Regions from separate parts of the Sus scrofa genome. Here region 2 is linked to region 1. The links are chromatin contacts, called in public Hi-C maps. All regions are on one chromosome and are shown on one strand. Each heading gives the region's core, a stretch centred on a gene start, on an enhancer-like site or on the middle of the called end of the contact. The rest is flanking DNA. Distances are from core to core; before and after follow the strand shown. Region 1 holds the start of IRF7 (interferon regulatory factor 7). Region 2 holds the start of TALDO1 (transaldolase 1).

Region 1 (7,502 bases), core at 1,406-3,905:
ACACAGCTCCTTAGTGGGGGTCAGTGGTGCCCACTCCCCAAGCTCTGGTGGTGGCCAGGCCTGGCTTGCTCTCAGGTGCCTGGCGCTTGCCACAGGTTGGCATGAGCGTGTGACAGTAAGCGGGTGGTGGTATTGCCGGCAGGGACGCCGGTGAACGAAGAAAGCAGCACTGCAGCGAAGCCAATCTCAAACGGGGACAGGCGCTTCTCGACTGTGGAGATGGCGGTGCTAGGCGGGGTGCTGGGCGCGCTGCTCCTTCTGGCTCTGATCGCCCTCACGGTCCTTGTCCACAAGCACTATGGCCACCGACTCAAGTGCTGCTCCGGCAAAGCTCTGGTGAGGCCCTGGGGGTGGGGACAGGACAGGGCTAGAGAGAGCAGAGGGCCGTGGAGGGCATGGGGGACCGAGAGGGAGGCAGCGCGACCAGGGGTCGGTGGAGCAGATGGAAACCGGGTGAAGGTGATGGGGCGCAGACACCATGGCCCAAACAGTGGGGGGGGAGCAGAGAGAGGCAGAGAGCGGAGGGAGGGACGAGGGACCGCCTCGGGGGACGGCCGGGCTGGTCTGAGCCCGCTGGGCTCTGGCTGATGGCTGCCTCCCACCCGCCCCTGCCCCCAGGAGCCCCAGCCCCAAGGCTTTGACAACAAGGCTTTCCTCACCAAAGATGAGGCCAACTGGGAGCCCGCCCCTAGTCCCCCACCCAGCCCTGCCCCGCCAGCACCCCCAAAGCCCGCACCCCCAGATGCTGAGCCCCAAGAGCCTTCGCCCCACAGCCCCGCGCCCTCTCACCGTGTCCCTGAGTCCCCTGCGGTAGCCCCGGATGGGGGCAGCCCGGCAGCCGTGAGGTCCATCCTGACCAAGGAGCGGCGGCCTGAGGGCGGCTACAAGGCTGTGTGGTTCGGGGAGGACATTGGGGCTGAGGCCGACGTGGTGGTCCTCAACACGCCAGGCTCGGAGGTGGATGGCGCCGGCGACTCGGGCAGCGAGGGCGGTGGCGACGAGGGTGCAGACGCGGGCCCGGGCGGCCGTGGCCAGGACGCCCCGGGCACTGACTCCATCTACTTCTAGCGCTGCTTCCCCGCGGCCCCAGCGAGTCCGGACGCCGACAATCGGCTCGGCCCCTCTCCCCAACTCCATTGCCCAGAATAAAGTGACATTGTGGGATCTGCGGGCCTACGTGGGGTCTGCCCAGGGGGCTGCGGGTGGCGGGTGGTGGGGACGTGGCCCCTCTGCCCCTGCCCCGCGGGAGTCCTCCTGGTGGCCCGAGGGGCAGAGAGGGTTGGGCAGGCTCACGCCCTGTGCAGAACCCTGGGCACCATTTCCCGTAAACCACCTGCTGTGCTCGTGGGGCTTCCCAGGCTTGGTGCCAGCTGGTGGCCAGAAAGTTCCTCTCCTGGTCTAACCACGGCCCTGGGGGGGGGGGGGGCGTGCGCTGGGATCTCCCTCCCAACCGACCCAGCATGGAGATTCTTGGCCTGGGGGAGGCTGAGGAGCCAGGAGCTGTTCCCAGGAGCACTCATCTAGGGGAGCACGGTCCTGGGGACCTTCCAGGGGTCACACCTCGGGCTCCTGTGGCCACAGTGTGGGCAATAAACACCCTGGGGTGCCCTCAGGGACACCTGGTCCAGGTGGCTGGACTGCAACCAGAGATAGGGCCATGGGTGGCCCAGAGCGACAGTAGCCTGCAGGCCATCGGCCTGGGGTGACAGGAGTGGCCAGTGGGTGCAGGAGACAGAGATCGTGGGGCCACCCAGCCTGACTCAGTGGGGACAGAGCCCCCTCTACTGGCTTCCTCAGGGATGGACGTCAGGCAGGACTTCCGCCCCAACTGCCACCACACCCCTCATGGGTCACTGGCTTTTTTCCTCATAAAACTGCTCTGCGTTCCGCATGTTTTAATCTCGGCAGAATTTGGGTGTTCTTGTCTCAACAACTCGCACTGGAAAGAATTCAGTGAGCACAGCTGCAGCTCCTCCCACACCCCCGTCACACGAGCCCGCTCCTGTTTCTGCTCCTGGCGCCCCCAGCTCGTCCCACTGCCGCTGCCGCGGCTGCCGCCGGCGCCCCACTCCGCGGCGCCGCTGGGCGAGCAGAGTAGCGGCGGGGCCCCCGAGTCGCCCGCCCCGCCCCCGCCGCCCCAACCCCCGAGTCGCCCCGCCCCGGAGCACGTGACTTCTCCGGCGGCCCCGCCCCCGCCCCGGCCCCATAAAGTCGCTCGCTCCCGAGCCCCCGGGGAGACGAAACTTCCTGCCCCGGCAGCTCCCGGTTCAGGTACTGGGGACCCCCAACCTACGCGGAGCGAGAGGGGCAGGGACGGCCACGTCGGATCCCGGGTTCGCTTCGCAGAGCAGTGACCAGCAGGGGGCGGGCAGCGCGGGTGACTGCGGGGGGAGGGGCACGGGTCCGGAATTGGGGAACCTGGAGGCAGAGGTCGCGGTTGCCGAGGACGAGCCGGGCGGGCGGGGCAGGGAGGGGGCGCCGGCCGCCCCGCGGCCCAGCTGGTTAGGTTTCGTTTTCCTGCGACACGCGGTTTCGTTTCCTTGCGGTCGTCGCGCCCCCGCAGGGCCCATCCCGGGCGCCAGCTCGACACCTGTGGCCCCTGTGCGCCCGCCCTCCACGTCTGCAGTCACGCCCATCGCCGCCTTGGCCAAGACTCACCTGGGCAACGTCGTGGCCAGAGCCCTCAACCCCCATCTGTGACCCCAACACCCGTGACACCTGGCCACACTCACTACCTGTGGTGTGTGGTGACACACGCGCAGCTCTCCTCTCACCTGCGGTTAACACCTGCCTGCCCCCGTGGTCAGAGCTCTCGCCGCGGAGGCCAAGCCAGTGTCTCCACGCCCAGTCCTTGCAGAGGGAGCAATGGCCGCGGCTCCTGACAGGTGACAGCCCGCAGCCCTACCCGGTGCCAACCCCAAGCACCTCGCGGTCCGCGCGTGCCCTGACGCCCGCTGCTCTGCCCGCAGGGGGTGCCCACGCGTGCTCTTCGGAGACTGGCTTCTGGGCGAAGTCAGCAGCGGCCGTTACGCAGGGCTGCGATGGCTGGATGAAGCCAGAACACGGTTCCGCGTGCCCTGGAAGCACTTCGCCCGAAAGGACCTGGGCGAGTCCGACTCGCGCATCTTTAAGGTGGGACCCCAGCCCCGCCTGGAGTGCGGGGGGACCGGCCCAGGTCCAGGCCCGTACTCCATTCCATCCCTCCCCAGGCCTGGGCCGTGGCCCGCGGCAGGTGGCCGCCCCGCAGCAGCGAAGGTGCGCAGCCGATCCCGGAGGGTGCCCTCCGCGCCTCCTGGAAAACCAACTTCCGCTGTGCCCTGCACAGCACGCGGCGCTTCGTGATGTTGCAGGACAACTCAGGGGACCCCACTGACCCTCATAAGGTGTATATGATCAACCCCGAGCTGGGGTGCGGAGGTGAGGAAGGCCAGGGGAGGGCTGCCTGCAGGGAGGGCTGTGCCGCGGAGCAAGCCGCTGCTGGGTTAGATTTCCCCTTTTAGAAACTGGCGTGGGAGAGGCTGGGGCCAGACTGTTGGGGGAAGGTGGGGTAGGGGATGGCCGGGAGGCCCCAGACGGGCCTCTGGGGACTGGTGAAGGGGAGGAGCTGCCCAGGGGTTCACCCCTGGGTGACCCAGTCCAGTCTCAGATCCCCATGTCCCCTTAAACCTAATTCTCTCCCAGAAGGCCCAGGCTTCAACCCGGGGGAAGAGGAGGCCCTCGAGGATGCCCCACCCCCAAGGGTAAGGCCACTCAGCCCTCCTTGCTCCCGGGTTGGGGCTGCCACTTCTCACTGGGGCTGGGGAGCTGCTCACTGATGCCGGCACACTGTCTTCTCCGCAGGGTGAGCTTCCCGGGCCGCGCCTGGCAGCACATACTGGTGAGAGGCTGAGGCACGAGCTGGCCAGGCCGAGCCCTGAACCCTGCACCCCAAGCCCAGCTGGAGATGGTGGGGACCTCCTGCTCCAGGCTCTGCAGCAGAGCTGCATGGAGGACCATCTGCTGGAAGCTGCATGGGGCGTGGATCTGACCCCCCCCGAGGTTCCATGTGAGAGACGGCTGCTCTGCCCTGCAGGGTTCTGGGCCAAGGGGAGGGACAGGCAGGACAGCAGGACCCCTGGGGGGGGGTTGCCCCCAGTAGGGATGGGCTGACCACAGGTGGGCCCGAATAGCCGAGCCTCCTCAGGTCCAGAGCTCCCTGCTTAGAAACTGTACCTGCCACTGGCAGGGAAGGTGGCCCCCAGCCTTGGGCCACAGCCCCAGGCCCAGATGACAAGGTGAGGCGAGCCAAGTGACACGTGGAAGGGAGAGGAGCTGGGGGACCAGGAGCCAACTCAGGCCTTCCTCTCCAGATGCAGGCCCACTCCCAGCCCCGGTGCCCTGGAAGCCCCAAGAGGCGGAGCCCTGCACCACACTCTACCCCCGTGTCTGCACGCGGATGGCAGGCGAGCGGGGCGCGGCCAGTCCCAGCTGCTCACAGCTCGGTCTGCACGCAGGGCCCAGCTTGGAGGCTCTGGACTTGACCATCATGTACAAAGGTCGAACGGTGCTGCAGGAGATGGTGGGGGGCCCCAGCTGTGTGCTCCTGTACGGGTCTCCGGGCCCGGCTGGCGCGGCTGCAGAGCCCCAGCAGGTAGCCTTCCCCAGCCCCGCTGAGCTGCCTGACCAGAAGCAGCTCCACTACACAGAGAAGCTGCTGCAGCACGTGGCCCCCGGCCTGCAGCTGGAGTTCCGGGGACCCAAGCTGTGGGCCCGGCGCCTGGGCAAGTGCAAAGTCTACTGGGAGGTGGGAGGGCCCCTGGGCTCTGGCAGCCCCTCCACCCCCGCCTGCCTGCTGCCCCGAGACTGCGACACCCCCATCTTCGACTTCGGCACCTTCTTCCAAGGTCAGTGACGCACCTGCACCTGCCCCGGGGCTGCGGGGGGGGGGGGGGGGGCGCTCCTGGCCCCTGCCCCTCCTCCCGCTCACCAGAGCCCTGTCCTGCAGAGTTGATGGAGTTCCGGGCCCGCCGGCGCCAGGGCTCCCCACACTACACCATCTACCTGGGCTTCGGGCAGGACCTCTCCGTGGGGAGGCCCAAGGAGAAGAGCCTCGTCCTGGTGAAGGTGAGGGGCAGGGACCCTGGGGCGAGGCTGCAGGTAGCCCTCGCCCGGCCTGACAGCGCCCTACCCGCAGTTGGAGCCATGGCTGTGTCGGACACAGCTGGAGAGCGTGCAGCGTGAAGGCGTGTCCTCCCTGGACAGCGGCAGCCTCAGCCTCTGCCTGTCCCCCTCCAACAGCCTCTATGACGAGCTGGAGCGCTTCCTGATGGAGGTGGAGCAGCCGGCCTAGGGTGGACCCTGGACCCCTCCCAATCCAATAAAAAAATTCCAAGACCCAGTACTGGTGTCCTGACCAGGGGCAGGCCTGGGACTGGGGCTCAGGAGGGACACGGTGGGTGCTAGGCTCACCCCACTTTGTGGGAAGCCGCAGGCCCGTGGGGCCCAGGAAGGGAGCCCCAGCCCCAGTCCACGTCGGGCACCTGTGCACATCTGCTCCTCGTCTTCACCGTGAAGACGCTCAGGCCCCGCTTTAGAACCAACAAACTACCCAGAACACAAGCGCCCCTCAGGGGTCAGATGTTCCCGCTGCCATGAGCACCAGAGGGGCAGCACCTGGGGCCCCTCTCCCGAACGGGGCTCCGTCCATGCTGCACCCAGGGCCTCTCCCTGGGCTTCACAATCTGCCAACGCTGTTCTGCATCGGAGCCGAGTGTAACCTCCAGCAGCCACTCAGAAAACAACGCAGGGCGGGGGACTTGCGGAACAAGGGGCGGGCGCGCAGACGGCTACAGGGGATGCAGACTGCGGAGGCTTAAGGAGCCGCCCCCCACCCCTCTTAACCCAAGGCTTCACCTTTCAAGTACAGAGCCACCATGTCTCTAAAGATAATCCATTTTTGATAAATTAGAACACAATGGGAACAGTGTGTATCTATAATATACATATAAAAAAGTCCAGTTTTCAACTGTGAGCAAGACAGGAGCACAGCCCACGTGTGATTGCAGGAACCCTGGAAACAGGAGCGCTGGGTGCCCTGGAGAGCTCCGCTGCCGCCACCGCACGCGGCACGCCAGGCGGGCTCAGCCCTCGGCGCCCTGGGCGGGTGGCTCCTCGCCGGCCTCGGGCCGCCGGTGTCTGCGCATGTGCCTGTACTTGTCCACGTAGGCCCGCACCAGGTTGCCCACCTTCACGGGGTTGATCTCCCCGCTCTTGCTGTGGCAGATCTGGGGGGGGGGGGCGCCATCAGCCGGACGCCCCGCACAGCCCCACGTCCAGTGAGCCCAGCCACCGGCCTGGGGACACCCCTGGGGACAGAGTCTGCCTGCTGGGCTGGGGCTGCTGAGGGCCTCCGAGGCCGGCCGAGTGGCCGGCAGGAGCACCTCGCTGCAGAGCCCCGTCTTCCCGCCCCGGGCTGAGGTGAACATCTTGGCCTTTGCCCACACCCCGGGGACGCTGCCGGCTGCGCCAGCATTCATACTCCCCCGCACCTACAGGGAGGCAGCCTGAAGCTGTGCCCAGGACAGGGCAGCGGTGCCCGGGGCCCTGGCCAGCCAGCCTGGCCTCAGAGACGCCTGCCTGTGTGACAGCCCAGCAAGGTTCACCATGCACAGCACAGGTGGGGGGCTGGGCCCACCTTTTTTGTTTTCCCTGCTTTTTAGGGGCACACCCACAGCACATGGAGGTGCACAGGCCAGGGGTCAAACTGGAGCTTTAGGCACCGGCCAACACCACAGCAACAGCCACGCAGGATCTGAGCCGCGTCTGTGGCCTACACCACAGCTCATGGCAACACTGGATCCTTAACCCACTGAGCGAGGCCAGGGACCGAACCCGTGTCCTCAGGGATACGAGTCAGGTCCACTCCCGCTGCACCGCGCGACAGGCCCCCCGTGCCCACCTTCTGCACGGCCTTCCGCAGGATGTCCTTGTACTCGTCCTTGGTCACCTCCCTCTTCTGGTAGAAGGGCTTGATGGCCAGCTTCACCTCCTCCACTGCCCGCTCCTGCACGTGCAGCTTCTTCATGTACTGGGGGTGAGGACGCGGTGTGAGCGCCAAGCTCCCCACCGTCCGGCCCACGCCTGTCCCTGGAGGGAGGGAGGACTCACCTCCTCGTTCCTGGCCTTCTCTGAGGCTGGCCGGGGAGCAGCCGTCCTCTCCTCGGAGTTGTTGGTGGCGGTGGCGGTGGCGGCAGCAGCAGCATGGCCAGCTGGCTCTGAGGCTGTGGTCAGGATGGTGGGCACTGGGGCCAGGCTCTGGGCCACCCCGCCCCCCGTCAGGGGGAGGCTCCCCTGCAGGATGAAGTGGACTGCGGGCTGGCTGACGGGCGCGTAGGGCGGGACGCTCGAAGGCAGAGCCGCGGCAGGAGGCAGGCTGGGGCTGTACACCTGGGCAAGGGCGGTCTGCTCAGCCTCTGCGGGGCTCTGGCAGCCCAGCACCCCCAACGACGCCCACTCCCAAGTCA
Region 2 (7,502 bases), core at 2,714-5,213, 90 kb before region 1:
TCTGCTGCGCCACGACGGGAACTCCACCAACTATCCTCTCTTAACATAAGAGTTCTTTCTCGCTAATCGGCTTGGGGATCCCAGGCTGCCCAGGGCTCTTGGTCGCCCTACCACTCAGCCTCCAGGATTAGCCGTGTCAAGTCAGACAAGTTGCTTTGGCCTTGACGGCAACACGTGGAAGTTCTCGAGTCAGGGACGGGACCCGAGTCACAGCAGTGACAATGATGGATCCTTAACCTGCTGCACCACCAGGGAGCTCTGGAAGCATCTTTGATGCCAAACTACAGAGACGGAGAGCAGGGAAGGAAGGCAGCTGTCAGGCGCCACAGAGCCGAACAGGCGGAAACCAGTGAACTCGGAGCCTAGCCTGCAGCCTGCTCAGCGTCACTCGAGGGCCAATTCCTGGTTCTGACGTCGCATCAGTCACATAAAATGTCACCGCTGGGGAACAATGGGGGAAGGACTCATGGGACTCCGTGGGCTAATTTCACAACTTCCTGTAAGTCTGTAATTATTTCAAAATGACAAGGTGGGAAAAAATGCCCAAGAGTGGCGCTCACACAGGTGCGTCAAAACCCAGAGTAATGCGGCAAATACGGTGCCGGTGCCTTTCATTGGAGAAAATTATTATGTCTTGATAAAGGCGACTTTTAACAAAATCGAAAGCAGAACCAAAGAGTTCCCGTCATGGTGCAGCGGAAATGAATCCGATAGAACCATGAGATTGCGGGTTCAATCCCTGGCCTTGCTCAGTGGGTTAAGGACCTGGTGTCGCCGTGAGCTGTGGTGTAGGTCGCAGACACAGCTCGGATGCCGCATTTCTGTGGATGTAGTATAGACCGGCAGCTGTAGCTCTGATAACACCCCTAGCCTGGGAGCCTCCACATGCCACGGACGCAGCCCCAAAAAGCAAAAAAAAAAAAAAAAAAAAAAACCAAAACAACAACAACAACAACAAACCCCAGGAAAACAAACAACGAAACACTAAGGCATATTTGGGGTCAGCAGATGGGTTTCTGGCTTCAGGGACCCTTAAACTGATGCAAAGCTTGCGGTAGGGTGTTGTTCCGGGAAGAGCGGCCACAGCTTTTTTTTTTAGGACTGCACCCACAACATATGGAAGTTTCCAGGCTAAGGGTCGAATCAGAGCTGTAGCTGCCAGCCTACACCACGGCCACCGCCATGCCAGATCCAAGCCACATCTGCAACCTACGCTGCAGCTTGTGGCAATGCCGGATTGTTAACCCAGTAAGTGAGGCCAGGGATCGAACCCGCATCTTCATGGACACTAGTCAGGTTCTTAACCCAGTGAGCCACAACGGGGAATCCCACAGCTTTCTTTTGGCCATGCCCTTGGCAGGCAGAAATGCCCAGGCTAGGAGTTCCCGTCGTGGCACAGTGGTTAACGAATCCGACTAGGAACCATGAGGTTGCGGGTTCGGTCCCTGCCCTTGTTCAGTGGGTTAACGATCCGGCGTTGCCGTGAGCTGTGGTGTAGGTTGCAGATGCGGCTCGGATCCCGCGTTGCTGTGGCTCTGGCGTAGGCCGGTGGCTACAGCCCTGATTGGACCCCTAGCCTGGGAACCTCCATATGCCGCGGGAACAGCCCAAGAAATAGCAACAACAACAACAACAACAACAAAAAAAGAAATGCCCAGGCCAAAGATCAAACCCATGCCACAGAGTGACCATGCCAGGTCCTTAACCACCACGGAATCCCTCCACAGCTTTGGTTACATTTTCAGAGAAGCCCGTGACTCCCCAAAATAAGAACCTTCAGTTCATAAAAGGCCCACAAAATCAAATGCGCTGTTTATAACTGCGTAGTATTTATGGATATACCTCATCAAGGAGAGGATTCACCATCTGGGCCCAAGCCCAGCAGCGACCTGAGCTGCTGCAGTGACAACACCAGATGCTTAACCTGCTGAGCCGCAAGGCAACTTCGACAAATGCTTTTGGGTGTTTGGTTTTTGTTTTTTTTTTTTTTGGTCTTTTTAGGGCCACACCCACAGCCTATGGAAGTTCCCAGGCTAGGGGTCAAATCAGAGCTACAGCTGCCGGCCTCCACCACAGCCATGTCAGATCCCAGCCGCATCTGCAACCTACACCACAGCTCATGGCAACACTGGATCCTTAACCCACTGAGCAAGGCCAGGGATCAAACCTGTGTCCTCATGGGTACTAGTCAAATTCATTTCCACTGAGCCACGATGGGGACTCCAACAGGTGTATTTTTTTAATAAAATAGTTAACATTCACTTAAAACTTGTATTATTATTTTTTTTTTTTTGGTCTTCTGTCTTTTCTAGGACCGCTCCCACGGCATATGGAGGTTCCCAGGCTAGGGGTCTAATTGAAGCTGTAGCCGCCGGCCTACGCCAGAGCCAGAGCAACGTGGGATCCGAGCTGCGTCATCAACCTACACTACAGCTCACGGCAATGCCAGATCCTTAACCCAATGAGCGAGGCCAGGGATCGAACCTGCAACCTCATGGTTCCTAGTCGGATTCGTTAACCACTGAGCCACCACGGGAACTCCCCATTTAAAACTTTTAAATGTTAGCAGTTGGATTTAGGTGTTTGTAAAAAGAGAAAAAAGGGGGGAGGATAAAATAAGCTACCATTCCCCAGGACCCAGCCCGCCTTGGTGGCCCTACACTAACGCAGGGTGCAGCCAAGGAACCATCCTGTGGCTGCTGCCAGTGAGACCCAATGGAAAACAGGCGAGGCCATCTGGTTTAAAGCACAGGGTAAACTCAAGCCCATGCTATCTCCAACTTTTACACTTAAGCAGCCAAACACGCTTACTCACTCTCCCAGGCTCTGCCAGATAAAGCCTCCGAGTTACCAAAGAGGGATTAAAGCCTGTTTCTCAAGTCAGCATGAGAAAGCAGAAAAGGGAGGAAGTCCCTTCTGTATTGTGTGCCCCACAGAGTTTCGTGGCTTTCCTGAAAATCTTAATTGTTCACAGCCACAGATAATGGACGTTTAGGTCGCCTGGGCTCTGCAGAGGGCAGGAGAGCTAGGTCCCCCCAGGTCTCTCAAAGGGACATGATCCAAATCTAGGTTTTGAAGAAGCTCTGCTGTCCTCCGCGCACCGGGTTTTACCCCCGCAGTTTCTTGGCCCCACGTGGTTCACCTCTAACTGGCCCGCCCTGGCCACGGCCACCAGCGTGCACAGCTGTCCCCTGAGCAGAGGTGGGAAGTGTGTGCAACAGGAGGTTTCAAAAGCAGGTGGTGTCATGGTGGTGTCAAAAGCAGGTGGTGTCATTCGCAGTTTCTGGTCTTTCTGGGCCCGGAACTCCTGCTCCCGCTCAGCGATCAACATTCGCTGGAACTGCCTTGTGTAACCACAAACGGATCCCCTGAGTCAGCTCCAGGTGGACCTGGAGTCTCTTCCAGATCAAAGCACTTGGGCACCGTCCCCTGACACACTGACCCACTGGCGGCTCAGAGCGGGCAGCTCGGAGGAAACCCAGGCGCCGGGCTCCGCGCGAGCTGGGTCCTGGGGCAGACCCCCGGCTCGGGCCGAGGGCAAAGCGGGGCCGGGAACGCCGAGGGCGGGGGCCGAGGGAGAAGAGGGGCGGGGAACCGCGGGAGGCAGGGCGGGGCAAGGGCGGCCGAGGACGGCGCGGGAGGGAGAAGGGGGTCAGGAACAGGGGGCGGAGAGGGAGCGGGGGCGACCTTCGCAGCGCCTCTCCCTCGCACGCCGCGCCCGCTCGCCCCGGTTCCCCTCCCGGACCGCACCGGCCGGCGCTCTGCGAGCAGGAAGCCCCGCGCTGCCGCCCGGCCCGCTCCCGGAGCCCGGGACCCCGCGCGCCCTCACCGTTGAAGTCGCCCGTGTCGGCCACCACGGTAGTGAACTGCTTGAGCTGGTCCAGCGCGCTCTCCATCCTCTGCCGCTTCACCGGGGAGCCCGACATGGCGAGCGGGGGCGGGAGCGGGCGGCCCACAATGCCCCGCGGGCCCTGCCCTCGGGCGCGGCCAATCCGAGCGCGGCGCGGGAGGGCGGGCCGTGCGCAGCTACGCCAGGGCGAGGCCCCGCCCCCGAGACGCGGCGCCCCGCCCCCGGGCGTTGCCGCCCCAGCGGGGCGCGCCCCAGCCCGGCGGCCTCCCGGGCCCTGAGCCCGCCGGAGCTGTGTTCCCGCCCTGTGGTCCCCAGAGCCGTAATTCCGCAGTGATGCACCCCTGAGGGCAGTGATCCCCAGAGCCGTAATTCCGCAGTGATGCGCCCCTGAGGGCAGTGATCCCCGGAGCGCTGCACCCCCGCAGCGATGCGCCGCCCCCCGGAGCGCTGAGTTCCGCGCGCTCCGCCCGCGACGCGCCGTAGTGATGCGCCCTGCCCCAGCGACGTGCACTTGGGAGTAGTGATGCCCGGAGCGGTGTGTCCCCAGGGCAGTGCCCCCGAAGCCATGCCCTGCCGAGTGACGCGCGGCCCCGAGCGGTGCGACCCCCGATGGGCGCTCTCCGTCACTTCCCTCCTCTGTCGGACGCTGGGAAAGTTGGAGTGAGGGTCCACGGGGATCCACAGAGTTAAGGCGGAGGCCTTAAACCCGACCTCGGGCAAGCGGAGTCCCTTCACACCCTGCATCTGGGCCGCCCCGCCTCCGGGGACAATGAAAAGGGCCTTTGTCCCCCTGACACGGTGTGGGACAGTGGCTCCCCGCAGTCAGGGCGCATTTCGCAAGGGGCAGGCGGCCGGGGTGTGCTGGGAGCGTGGTGCTCCTGTGCATGGGCGCCCAGCATGCATGTCCTCCCGGTCGGTCTGGCCTCTTCGCCTGGCCTCACTAGGTCAGACAGGCCTGGTGCCAGGGGAGGGGCTAGGAGACGTGAGGTGGCTTTAATTCAGGGCTTGTTCCATTTTCTCCAGAACCTGAGTCCCAGGATGGGTCCCTGTCTCCCCTGCCTTTCATTCTGGGAACCCACCTCTGGGAATCTGCCCCAGATAAATGGTACTAACTTCAGAAGTGTGAAATAAAGTGGCACGATGAGAAAAATTTAAATATATAACAAATTTTCTTGTTCCCTTTGTGGCTTAGTGGTTAACAAACCCGACTAGGATCCATGAGGATTCGAGTTCGATCCCTGGCCTCACTCAGTGGGTTAAGGGTCTGGCGTTGCTGTGAGCTGTGGTGTAGGCCACAGATGAGGCTTGAATCCCTTATTGCTGTGGCTGTGGTGTAGGCCGGCGACTGCAGCTGGGATTTGACCCCTAACCTGGGAACCTCCATATATGTCACAGGTGCGGCCCTAAAATAGCAAAAAAAAAAAAATTCTCTGGAGTTCCTGCCATGGTGCAGTGGGTTAAGAATCCACCGGCCGTGGCCCTGGTTGCTGCGGAGGTGAGGGTTCAATCCCCAGGCCGCAGAGTGGGATCTGGTGTTGCTTCGGCTGCAGTGTAGGTCGCAGGCGTGGTTCCAGTTCAGTGCCTGGCCCTGGAACTTCCATATGCCGTAGGTGCAGCTGTAAAAATTAAAAAAATTTTTTTTGCCCTTTCTCCTCCCCTCTCCCCGCTGTGCACTGTGTATCTGAATCATGCACGGACCGACCTTCCCCACGGGCAGAAATGTCTGCTCAGCCGCAACGAGCAGCCGTCCAGTGTCAGCCGGACAACCCTTTCATAAGAGCATTCCTTCTTGTGAGAATAAAGGGCCCCGAGGACCCCAAGAGCTGGACTGTGTCAACTGTCCACACTACGTCATTTCATGTCCAGCCCTGCTCAAAAAACGCATTTAAGCATACGCCTTGATGGCTAGTGGGCACAACAGTTCTTGGAGCTGGCTTCTGAGGGGGTGTTTCTGGGTTATAATCCTCAATTTGGTTCAAATCAAATGTTCCATTTCTTTCTTAGATCTGCTGATTCATTTTTCATTGACAGAAGGTGTCCCCAGGGAATTAAGGACAAAATCAGTCCTAGCGAAACAAGAGGGCAGGCGGGCGGGCGGGGGGGGGGGGTGGCACCGTCCTTGAGGCTCTGACGAACTGGTTACAACCAACCAGGTCCAAGGTGGCGGAAGAACCGCCTTCCAGGGACCCGCTGCCTCAGGGGACGGTCATCGTGCTTCGCTAGCTGAGACGCCCGCAGGCACCCGCACAGTTCCAGGCCGGTGGTAAAGGCCAAAACGCGGGCGGCGGCCCAGTTCCTGGAAATCCCTGCCTCTTCTACAGAAGAGTTGGCCTCCTCCTCCCACTTGTTAGCCTATGAAGTTACCCAGCTCATCAAAACTCCCCACCCCTCTGACGTTCCGGCCAGCTGTGGTGTAGGTCACAGATGCAGCTTGGATCCGGCTTTGCTGTGGCTGGGGCTTGGCCTGCAGGTGCAGTTCCAATGCGACCCCCAGCCTGGGAACGTCCATATGCCACAGGTTTGGCCCTAAAAAGAAAAATAAACCTCACCACCTCATAGTCTGGGGGGCCGCTCACCCCCTGAGATGGCCCACGCGCTGTCTGGGCGGTATTTCTCACCGTAAATCTACTTCTGACCTGTCACATTCCCTCTCTCTGAACTCCTTCTGTGACATAAATAAGCTGGACTCCAGCAAGTGCTGAGGCCCGGCGAGCAATTTCAACCGAAAGACAGTGGGTCCTTGGAGTTCCCTGGTGGCTCAGCTTGGGCCCCTGCTGTGCTCGGTTTGATCCCTGGCTCCGGAACTGCCACATGCTGCAGGTGCAGGCAAAAAACAAGAGCAAAACCAAAACAGACACTGGGTTCACAGGAGTCCCTGGTGGTCTGGGGGGGACTAGCTGCTTGTACAGCTGCGGCCCAAGTCCCATCTGATTCTGGGAACTGAGATCCCACATCAGGCCGCTGCCGTGGCCAAGAAAAAATGGCAGTGCGTCAAGTCCGGATCTGGGTCTTGGCTGGATTTGAGTCCCACCTGAGCTGTGCGGCTGCAACGGGAACTGCGCTGCTGCTGGTCATGAGAATGTTTGTCTTTCTTTTTTTCTTTTGTTTCAATTGTGTCTTAAATTTTGGTTATCAGCTTTGCCGTTAACCCCTCGGACCCCCACCCGACACTGCCCGTCACCGGGATCCGTCTCAGGGAACTGGCCCTGCTTCCCACCTGCTTGCCCCGAGCTCCCCCTGAGAGGGCCGGTGGTGCTGGCCGAGGGCCTCCCGGGCCTGTTGCTGGGGCAGGGGCGGGTAACCGGAAGACGGTGGGGAGTGATGCCTGGTGTCTCCCCAACTCTGGGATCTCAGGGTGCTGGTGCGCCTCAGGAAGGGGCCTCTGGAGCCTTGAGGAGGCGCTAATGCAAACCCAGACTCTGGCCGTGGGGGTCCAGCACAGATCCCGGTAAAGCCTCAGGGTCACAGAAGGAGTGAGCTGTGGGGGAGCAGGGTAGGGCTGGGACACAGGCTCTCGGGGCTGGGGGCCAGTTCTGACCCTTCCAGGTGGGCTCCTGTCTTCCCAGGGTGCCCGAGACCCTGACCTGGGCAGCCCAGGAAGTGGAAGACAAGGGAGACCCCCAGGGGACCCCCCCCAGGTTCCCAGCCCGCT

The links. Hi-C and Micro-C count contacts between places; a contact is called where the count stands out from the background.
Region 2: a Hi-C map of liver shows a contact between it and region 1, with 5 times the contacts expected there. The contact joins the promoter of TALDO1 here to the promoter of IRF7 in region 1. A contact is called at or near these places in 18 of 47 Hi-C or Micro-C datasets (alveolar macrophages, blood, embryonic fibroblasts and 12 more) and 1 of 2 datasets of contacts at active chromatin or transcription factors (alveolar macrophages).

The regions. Positions count from the first base shown.
Region 1 is chr2:370,111-377,612 of Sscrofa11.1, reverse strand. It overlaps IRF7 (interferon regulatory factor 7), which reads left to right and starts at 2,655. Exons shown (of 8, transcript NM_001097428.1): 1 at 2,655-2,885; 2 at 2,970-3,132; 3 at 3,210-3,417; 4 at 3,682-3,740; 5 at 3,841-4,045; 6 at 4,350-4,883; 7 at 4,985-5,103; 8 at 5,174-5,349. The coding sequence starts at 2,866. The coding sequence ends at 5,329. PHRF1 (PHD and RING finger domain-containing protein 1) reads right to left here. Exons shown (of 19, transcript XM_005652789.3): 17 at 7,147-7,425; 18 at 6,938-7,066; 19 at 5,914-6,263. The coding sequence ends at 6,120. CDHR5 (cadherin-related family member 5) reads left to right here. Exons shown (of 15, transcript XM_013989870.2): 14 at 143-336; 15 at 619-1,164. The coding sequence ends at 1,068.
Region 2 is chr2:461,242-468,743 of Sscrofa11.1, reverse strand. It overlaps TALDO1 (transaldolase 1), which reads right to left and starts at 3,963. Exons shown (of 8, transcript NM_001244935.1): 1 at 3,830-3,963. The coding sequence starts at 3,926.